Linked DNA regions of Capra hircus: region 2 is linked to region 1. The links are chromatin contacts, called in public Hi-C maps. All regions are on one chromosome and are shown on one strand. Each heading gives the region's core, a stretch centred on a gene start, on an enhancer-like site or on the middle of the called end of the contact. The rest is flanking DNA. Distances are from core to core; before and after follow the strand shown. Region 1 holds the start of CCND3 (G1/S-specific cyclin-D3). Region 2 overlaps CCND3 (G1/S-specific cyclin-D3).

What was found. A called contact is a pair of places that touch in the nucleus more often than the background predicts.
Region 2: a Hi-C map of blood shows a contact between it and region 1, with 3 times the contacts expected there. The contact joins the enhancer-like site here to the promoter of CCND3 in region 1. A contact is called at or near these places in 2 of 5 Hi-C or Micro-C datasets (both in blood).

Annotation. Positions count from the first base shown.
Region 1 is chr23:33,010,943-33,016,231 of ARS1.2, reverse strand. It overlaps CCND3 (G1/S-specific cyclin-D3), which reads right to left and starts at 3,813. Exons shown (of 5, transcript XM_005696305.3): 1 at 3,485-3,813. TAF8 (transcription initiation factor TFIID subunit 8) reads left to right here and starts at 4,896. Exons shown (of 9, transcript XM_018039056.1): 1 at 4,896-4,965. The coding sequence starts at 4,921.
Region 2 is chr23:33,102,717-33,107,487 of ARS1.2, reverse strand. It overlaps CCND3 (G1/S-specific cyclin-D3), which reads right to left. Exons shown (of 5, transcript XM_005696305.3): 3 at 2,308-2,467; 4 at 1,652-1,788; 5 at 26-1,178. The coding sequence ends at 1,011. Among named protein-coding and RNA genes, the nearest start is that of BYSL, 13 kb to the left of the region's middle. Within about 2 kb of position 1,632, at least 2 of the 5 cell types and tissues checked have an H3K27ac peak or open chromatin away from gene starts, as enhancers often do.

The DNA of each region.
Region 1 (5,289 bases), core at 2,564-5,063:
CCCAAGTTTCACAGCAGGGGGAACAGGTTCAATTCCTTGTCAGGGAACTAAGATCTCTGCATGCCATGCAGCTCAGCAAACAACAACAACAAAAAACCCTGGGATCTCAACCTCCTACTGTGCAGGGTCTGTGTTCAGGAAGTTGATGCTCTGATCTGAGGATTAAATAGACATCTAGAGCACAGGCTCTGAAATCAGACCAGGGTTCAAATCTGGGTTCTGCCCCTTACTAGCTCAGGTAAGCTTCTAAGCCTTTCTGAAATTCAGTTTCTTCATCTGTAAATTGGGACTAGAAGCATTTACTTGTTGGCATTATGGTGAATGTGAAATGAGCTAAGGCAGGTAGAACAGCTCCTGGCAACATCATTCAGCTCCTAAGTGGCCACTATAACCACATTTTCTAGTGTTTGGGGCTGTAGTGAGTGCTGCGGGCAAGAGTAAGGTGAAAGGGCAGAGATGAAAAGAAGACTTTGTGGAGTTAGCTAGCCAAACAACACAAATCCCAGCACAAAATCCAAAAAATGAGTACCATGTTGCAACCCCATTTCCAGGGGGGTCTCTGACCACCTCCACAGTCCCCCCACCCACCTACACACACAGAGTACAGGAGCAGGCCTTGACAGCTCTTTGAAACTCAGAGGGTTTAAAATTTAAATGTCTTTGAGGGCAAGAGAAACACACCAAAACAAACACACCTCCGCGCAGCAGAGAAAGGGAAACTTGGCAGAGGCCCCAGAACTTTCCTCACCCCCAGCCCTCCCTAAACTTCCTCTTGTGGTTTCTCAAGAGTACAACCTGTTCTCAAGCAAAAGAACAGCGCCTGGGGCAGTGGGCTGGGGCATGCCAAGGCTTCCATCACACCCCACCCTACAGGAGGAGGAGGGGGTGTGTGTGCCGAGGAGCAGCCTGGAGGTCCACAAAGTTCTGATCTTCACATCCTGCTTACCTGTGATGGAGGTGTGACCACCATCTACCCTCAACTCGCAGCATCAACACCCATCCCCACCTCCACCCCCCCCGCCACCTGCCCCTGAGACACTAGAGCTAGTCTGACTGCAGGCAGAGAGGGACCTCTGGGCCTCCCCAGATCTGTTTAGAGGCCTCATGTGAGAAATCTAGTTCCAGAGAGATAATGGAAAATCAGCGGGAATCCATGGAGCCTCTGCCCTGTGACCTGGCTGGCATCATGGCTGAGTCCCGGTCCGCCTAGAGGGATGCATCTCAGATGTGCAGATGCAGTTTGGGGACGCAGCTCTGGGATGCAGCAGCTGTGAGGAAGAAAGGTGCATGTCTTAAGACTGCTTAAGGTCACTCCCTGACCATCTTCCTGACTCAGCTACCAAGTTGGGGTCCAGAACATGAAGGATTCTGCTCTTCTTAAAGATTCCCAACAAAAGAAGTGTCTTGGTTTCCCATCTCCCTAGATTCTGGCACATCACCTCCATGCATCTTTCCTGCATCAAACCTTGGTTTATTCCTCTTTGTGAGTGAGGCTTACTCAGGAGAATACACACACACACACACACACACACACACACACACACAGGGTCATTAGGAAGGGATACAAGCTCTGTGTAGTCCCCACAACTCTGATCCAGGCCTGCTGGGGCTCCCTGTAAACAGCACCTGCACCCACACTCAGCTAACAAATTGCTCTCCTCTGCATCATTTGAGATACAGGACCACAGACTCCCTTTGGGAAATTCCTAAGCCCCTGGCTTAAGGGCACATTCCATGTGGTCAGTCAAGGAGGTGGGCTATCCCAATGGTTAAGAACAGGGCCTCCCAAGTCAAGTAACCTGGGTTTAAATCCCAACCCTGTCCTCTGGAAAATTATCTCCCCCAGGCCCGAATTTCCTCATCTGTAAGATGGGATATCCCATGGACAGAGGCGCCTGGCGGGCTACAGTCCATGGGGTCGCAAAAAAGTTGGATATGACTTAGCGAGTAAACAACAAAGATGGAGATAATACTAGTGTTCACCTCACAGGACTGTTGGGAAGATTACAGGAGACATTACACCTAAAACATTTGGAAGAGTGCCTGACGGTGCTATATAAGCCTTAGCTAGTGTTCTGAACCCTTGAGAGAAATGGGAAAGAGAAGGCACTTGGGACCATGGAGGTCATGGTCTCAAAGACTGGGCAGAGACTGGGATATTGGTGGAATCCTCAGAGATGCTTTTGATCCCGAATTCCTGGGGAGTAGAAGCTCTGACTTGTTTGCCATTATGTCCCCACTATTTAGCCTGTGCAGATAGTGTGGTCTCAGCAGACAACTGAATGAATTCATAAATTGTTGTGTCAGCCATCTCTCAAGTGAGCCTGGGAATTGAAAATGCAGGAAAACAATGGCAGATCCACTTCTTTTCACTCACATCTAGTGCCAAGGAGAACTGAGCTGGGGGCTTAGATTTGTTACAGGAAACAGTCTTAGCATCCAGGGCTGGGGGGTGGGTACCCCAGCATTGTGTGGACTCTCCCTGCTGCACCTACTTGGGAATTTCTGGGGTCCTGGGAACCAGCCCAGAAACATGCCTTTCCCAGAATCCATCCTGTTCATTCCTATCTCTTCTTCGTGTCTAGACAGCAGGGTTAAAGAGAGCAGCAGCTGTTTCTGTGTCCCCATTGTTTCCCAATGCCCAACCCAACAGTCAGGGTTCAGTCCAGCTCTGTAGAATGAGTAAGTTGCCCACAAAGACCCCACCACTTTTCTGCCTGCTGACTTTCCATCATTGAGAACCCAACTTAAATGTCCTCTTCTCTCTGAAGCCTTCCCAGCCACCCCAACTTGGCACCTGGTCTCTGTTGTTCTATGACTCAGGCGAGATCACTGTGGATGAATAACACCTTTGTACCCTCAGCATCCCAGCCAAACCCCAGACACACAGTAGGTGCTCAATCAATGTTTGCAGATAAATACATTAAGGCTCCCTCAGTAACAGCAACCAATGTCTTCAGTTACTCCTCTTGTTGACACATTAAAAGACACAGAAGAGGCTAGAGCCATCACTTGTCGGTAGATGCCATCTACCCATCAGACACTAGAGAGACCACCATTGCGAGACCCCTCTTTGCCGTCGTGTCTTCCAACCTGCTCCCCCGGCCCCGGTTGGCAGAAGGACCCCAAGGCTCCCTGCCCACCCTCTGCCCTCCCTCCGCCTCCCAGTTCATCTCTGAGGTATGCAGAACGACAACAGAAAGCCCAGTGAGGTCACTGGGCTTCCAGTTCAGCTTGGAGTGGGACTGTGTGGACACAGAGAAAGCAGAGAGCTTTGGGGGGGCTTCTCTGCCCTTCAGCCACGTGCAACTCAGAGAGAAAGTGAGTTGAGCTTTGAGAGACAACGGGAGGTGATGAGACGCAGTGACCTCTCTAACCACCGCCCCCCATCCCCGATCCCCCGCCAGTCTCAGCTTGGAGGTTCCAGGAAAGCAGGGTGTCGCTGACACCCATCTATCTTGGTTTCTCCAGCCCTCAAGCCTACCTTCTCGGCAGGTGAGCCCCCCGGAGCATCGACCGTGGCCGCACACACTCTCTCCCGCCGCCTCTGGCTTCTGTCTCTGGGGAGGTGTGTGTTGGGGGGGGGTCGCCACCTCCAGCCTCGGGGAGGGGCGTGCACCCCTCCCCCAGGCGCCCAAACAGAACCAGCCTCCGCTGCCGCAGACGCGGCGTGTTTACAAAGTCGGCGCCTCGCCGCGAATCCCGAGTTTAAAGCTGGGCAGGAAGTGGGGAAGAGGGGGCGGGGGAGACAAAGCGGCTGGGTGCTCCGCTCAGCGAAGGTCTGGGCCCCGACTCCTCCCGGCGGTTCGCCGGGCGCCGCGATCCTGGCCCTCAGACGCCGCCCCACGCGTGCCACGCGCCCCAGGTGAGGGGGTGATGGGGGTGCCCCCCAGGCACAAGTGCTCCCGGCGGGCAGGCGCTGCGCAGGATTCCAGTCATCGGCCTCTGAGCATTTTCCACTCATCCGTTCGCCACGCAGGAAATAAACATTAGGCGCTGTTTCTTGACCTCTTACTCTTAAGTCTGCACATGATAGACCCTTCGTCTGTATTAGCTCACCCCCAACCCCTATCCATCTCATCCCATCCTAGTTTTACAAGAGAGGAAACAGGCACAGTGAAGTCAGGCAATGTATCCGAAGACCCAGAGCTAGCGAGTTCTGAGGTTCAAATCCAGCCTCTGCGTCCTGCCAGACACCCGCAAACGGGGCGGTGCAGGGAAGACCCCCGCCCCCTCATCCGAAGGGGGCTGACCCGCGAGCGAACCACAGAAAACCACAGGCACCGCGTGGACGCAACGGCCTGGGAGGGAGACCGGCGAGCGACAGCCTCCAGCCAGCGGCGCCTTCAGGCTCGCCCGCAAACGCCTGCAGATTCAGACAGGGCGAGAGGGCAGCGTGATGCACCGGAACACCAGAACTGGGTGGCTGTGAAGCTCTAGTTCCAAGTGGGGCTGCGGGGACCCCAGCAGAAAACAGGGTTTCCCTTCAGATTTCCCGCTCATAAGAATCACCTGGAGACTTAAGAATACAGGTTCCCGGGCCCCTCTCCTAGAGAGCAAATCATGGGGACCCAGCAGAACCCCACACAACCATCCAGGAAAGTTCGGAGCGTCCCAGGGATGTGCTTTTCATGGAAAAGCGATTTCATTTAAAAAAAGGTGTGAAACCGTGGGCTCATTTTCCGGGGCAAACTTCCGGGGCTAACTGAACCCACCGCTCACAAAAGGTCACGTGAGCCGGGGTTGGAGTGGGGGGTCACCCTGCGGACCTCGCAAGGCCTCGGAAAGCTCCGCCCGGCGCGCTTCGCCCCGCCCGTGGCTCCCGCCCCGCCCCGCCCCGCCCCCTGCTCCCGCCCCGCCCCGCCCCTTGACTACAAGTCCCGTCGTGCCCCGCACTCGCGCACATTACGCCAGGGCAAGATGGCCGACGCGGCGGCCACTGCCGGGGCTGCGGGCTCCGGAACGGTAAGGGCGGGAGGCAGGCGCGGGGCCGGAGCCGAGAAAGTCGGGGCATTCCCGACTTTCCCCCTATCCGGGCTACGAGCCCATACCCAGAAACCCAGCTGCACCCGGAACCCTGCGTGGAGGAGGGTCTTTCAGGCCGTACGTGACTGCCACCCCCCGCCCCCCCCTCCGCCATTCTCGAGACTTGGCGGCGGCCTCCGGAGTCGGTGGACCTGTGTACTGATTGGCCTGTTCTTTGTTGGGGGGGGGGGTTGGGAACCCGGAACAGCTCCTGATTGGTCCACTGAGGCCGTTTTCACCTTCTTATTGGCCCGCTAAAGTTGG
Region 2 (4,771 bases), core at 383-2,882, 93 kb before region 1:
TGCCCTCTAATCCAAGAAGCCAAAGTCAGTTTTATTCTAGAAACTTTATTATAAAGGTAGCATGATGGTCCTCAGCCACCAGCCTGGACCTTGTGGCCTCAGGAAAGACCTGTGTTAACAGGGCCTGCCTCCCTCTCTGGACAGGGGGCTTGGTCATCACCAGGTCATCCCCTGCTTCATTCTGCAACGCCCCCTGCTCCTGGAGGATGGGGCAGAGGGCCAAAGGGAGAGGAGGGTATGGCCCCACTCCAGGCATAGCAGCTCCTTGGCCACAAAGATCCTCTAGCAAGTAGCAGAGGGGAGGAATACAGCAACCACCAGGGTTACCACCCCTGTGGCGGGGGGAGAAGGGCCCCACCACACCCTCATACAGTTGTACTCAAAGTAATTAATAAATTAAATCAACTTCCTTATGCACTGACACCCCCCTCCCCCCAATCACACAGGAGAAGCTGAGCAGAAAGCAAAGCAAGGAGGTTGGTTCCTGCCCCTGGACGGTGGCCGGGGCCCCTCCTAGAGTAGCTAGGATTATGCAGGGCCTCCAAGTGCTTGGAGAGGGATGTCCACTCTTGCCCCTAATGTGTAACTAGAACATCCGAGGCTGCTTCAGAAAGATCCCAATCCAAATGCAGTAATTAGGGAATCCCCTGGCGGTCCAGTGGTTAGGACTCCGAGCTTTCTCTGCCAGAGGCTTGGGTTCAGTTTTGGCAGTTGAGAGCCCCAGAGATAAGGGAGCCCCTAGAAAGGAATGCTGGTACATGTATTACACCTCAATGTCACTGGCTGGATGCAGGCAGGAGGAGGAGCCGGACTGGCCCCCAGCCGTGGCCGGCCAGGCCCCTTAGTGCACACTGCAGGGTTAGGTAGGACCTGACCCCTCTGGCTGGTGAGGGGCAAGGGGAAGGAGCCCCCTCAGGCTTCAACTGTGGCATGATTCCATTCCTGCGGCCAGGGAGGGGGGTGACAAGGTCCCCTCCTGCTGTCAGCAGCCACTCGGGGCCTCTCCAGGGCTACAGGTGGATGGCCGTGACGTCTGTGGGAGTGCTGGTCTGGCTGGGCCCCTGGCTGCTGGAGCCCCTGGGGGCTTTGGGTGCTGGGCTGGGAGAGGTCTGGGCGGCTTCCCTGAGGCTCTCCCTGAGGGCAGCTTCAATCTGCTCCTGACAGGCTCGCAGGCAGTCCTGGGGACAAGGGGGAGTGGTGAGGAAGGCCCGCTTCCCACCCCGCTTCCCGTCCTCCACCAGCATCTGCCAGCAGGTACAGGAGGACACCTCCCAACACAGGGAAGTCTGGGAAGGTTAGGCCACAGCCCAACCCCAGGAATCAGCCTTCAGTTCTCAGAAACTGGCAAGAGGATGTGGCAAGAGGGTGTGAGAGGGCCTGACATCTGACACCGAACCCCCCACCCCCACTCCTGCATACTGCTCGGCAAGGAAAGGGTACCCAGGGGCAGTGCCTTTCGGCCCACCCGCAGCACTTGCTCTTCTCCAGACCAAGGCAGGAGATAAAAGACCACAGAAGCCGCAAAGGTGGGGCACTTGAAACCTGGAGTGGAGACCAGGTTGGGAGTGGTCCACAGCACCCTCTGCTGGAAGCTCAGGGGAAAGTGCTACCTCGTGAGCTGAGGCCATTTGCCCAGCTGCCCAGCACTCACCACTTCAGTGCCTGTGATCCCTGCCAGCAGCTCTGTGAGCTCGTCCCCAGACGTGGAGCAGGCACCCAGGCCTTGCACTGCAGCTCCGATGCTGCCTGTGGCAATCATGGATGGTGGGTACATGGCAAAAGTGTAGTCTAGGAAAGAGAAAAGGGACCATGAGACAAAGGGATCATGAATACCAGCGTGTACCTTCTATTTCCCAGGAAGTGCCAGGCTGTATGAATAGAGCACGGGTATACTGGGACACCCCAGCAGTGCGTGGTATAAGAACAGCTGGGGAGAGGGTCAGGGTAGTAAGTGATCCAGGCCAGGAACCAGAGAGTGAATGGGTCTCTTCCTGGTATGGACACAAAATTAAGGTTAAGAGACCTGGGTTCTTGGCCTGGCTTAGTCACTGAGACAGCCTGGGCAAGTCACTTCTCTCTAAGCCCTTGGTGTCCCCAGCTACATACTCGGGTGGGAGGTGGGGGTGGGGGGCTGCAGCATCTCTGAGATCCCAGACAGCTCTGCTGCTTTCTTGTGTTGATACTGGGGGCTCAGAGGATAGAATTTTCACAAATTTTGAAGTTATAAACCGAACCTCCTAGTTCTCTCTCACCTTTCCAAGTCTTCTGATTTCCCTGGCTTGGCACATGTGTGTGTGGGACTCTTACCTGTAGCACAGAGGGCCAAAAAGGTCTGGGCATGCTTCTTGACCAAGGCTTGTCGGTCGCGGGGCAGAGAGAGCCGGTGCAGAATCAGGGCCAGGAAATCGTGGGCAATCACTGCGGCCAGGTCCCACTTGAGCTTCCCCAAGACCAGCACCTCCCAATCCTGGAGGCAGAGGAAGAGGGCGGGGTCAGTGGCTGAAGAAGGGAAGGGGAGGAAGTAAAGTGGAAGTCTCACAGGGAACAAAGCACATCACACTTAAAGGTCAAGACTCCAGGTCTGCTTTTGAACTTCAGGACTGGCACTGTGGAATGGGGAGTCCAGGGCGGGGAACAGCTAGGGGCACTTGCTTTGAGCATCTATTGTTCAACTTCCTAGATGCCAGAACTACATGCTTTACATAAACTGCCTCTTTTAATCCTGCTGGGTTATCTTTTGGGGGGTCCAACTGTCCAGGCCTTCTCTCAACTTCTGCAAGGCTCTGAGCAGGCCTCCAGTCATAGCTGAAAGAAAAGTCTGCAGACCACCATCACCAGGAACTAGAGGCTCTTCTGGTGTGAAGCAGAAAGACTCTCCATAATCTCAAGGATTTGCGCAAGGGGAGATTACTAGCCTCTCCCCCAACTCAGCATGCCCACCAAGTCCACACCTCTTGAAGGAACTGGGGTTAGCGTGAGGCCCTTTCTCCTCTGACACAGCCCCTGAGCCAACCCCAAGGTTCCTCAAAGTGGAGGTTGCCCAACCCAACCCACATCCCCTTGGGGGGACACTGGGGTGGGGGGCTGAAATAGAGCACCCCACTCCACCTCTCTGGCTGAAACCCAGTGCTTAGTGTCATTTGAGTCTCAGGGGGAGAAGTGGAGGTCAAGGCAGACAGGATGGGTCCAGGTGATGATCCCTGAGGGACCAAACCATCTCTCCGTCAGTCCCAGCCTCCCTACTACTGCTGGGTCCTGGAAGGAGACTGGGAGCCCCACCCAGTCCACTCCTCTGGGGTTCCCAGCCCTGGCCCTATTTCTGAGTTGCACACAGGAGGATTTCTTCATTGTCTTATCTCAGGAAGGAACTCACGGGTTTAACCCTTAGTGGGGTAGAAATGGCAACCCCACCCAATCTCTTTTCGGCCCTCTGTCACAGCTGCCCCTCTCCTGGCCCCCACCTAGGTGTCATGATCTTCAGCCTCTCACAAAGCCTCACAGAAATCAGCCTGGCCTGGAGACAGAAGAAGTTGAGCAGAGAAGTTAGCATTCTACTCCCCGTGCTTATTCCAGGGGTCAAACTCCTAACTCAGAAGTCAACAAAAAGCATCCAGGATCCAAGGAAACATCTGGAAGGCAGCTTGGAGTGGGGACGCATAGGGTCCTGCGTAGGGGGAGGGTGGCCACCTTACCCTCCATCTGGGCAGAATATCTCCTGAGAATCTCAGTCCTCACTTGACAGAGAACACACCCCTAGCAGCTTCCATCACAACCCTAACCTGAGGCCACCTGAGGCCTCGAACACACCACCCTCCGTGCAGCACCGAGCCAGGACCCTTCCTTCCTCCTCTGGGCCCCCACCTTCTTTGTGGCACAAGGATTATTTGGACTGACCGGAGCTCTCTGATGTCCCTTCCAACTCTGACCTTCTAGGAAGTCATCGATCGGCACGCTCCACCCCCAGCTCAGGCAGGGGAAGTGGGAGGAGAGGACTTTTGGCCTGTTCTGAAAAACTGCCCTCACATAAAGGCACACATCCCATGCTCATCTTTTCACAAAAATGAAGTCCCCTTCCACCAGCCCAAACTCCTTCAGAAACATCTTGCTCTCTATCCCTGGAAACCAGCTCCACCTTCAGACTTGCCCAAAACTACCAGATTCATCACAAAGAGCTGTGGAGCCTCCCAGATTCCCAGCTCTGGCCTCCTACTCCCATATCCGAGAGCTACTTGGCAGGAAGAGGAATCCCGTTCCCCGACAAGCAGCACTCAGGGGCCCCAGTACCCTGGCTTTCCTGGCCAGCCAATCACAGCAGCCAGCACGCTGCCCTCCTCCCCGGGAGATGGGGCCCAGAGACGCCTCTCGGGTCAAGAGAAGACTCGACTGCTGTAGAGCAAGGTGGAGGAAGGTGCCAGCTCACCCCTCTCCCCTGGGTCCCCCGAGAGATGATCTGCACGCTCCCAAATAACCTCTTCCAAATCCAAGCAACTCCCCACCTCCTCTCCAGGCTCAGTGGGGAAAGAGAACCATGACTCCCCTGCCCTGCCTCGGGAAGAGCCCAGCCCAAGTTCCCAGCAAGAGGCCCAGGGAGCCACTTCCCAAACCACAGGAGTGACAGCAGCTCCCCACAGGGTTATGAAAGACCTTGGTCAGGGTGGGTGGGCCAGGGGAGAGGGCATCATTATCACATCGGAAGCAGCTGCAGTTCAGCCCCAGTCTGTGCCTCAGCACTGGCCTTTGGCTAAAGGGGAAAAGATGATTCCACCAGGCC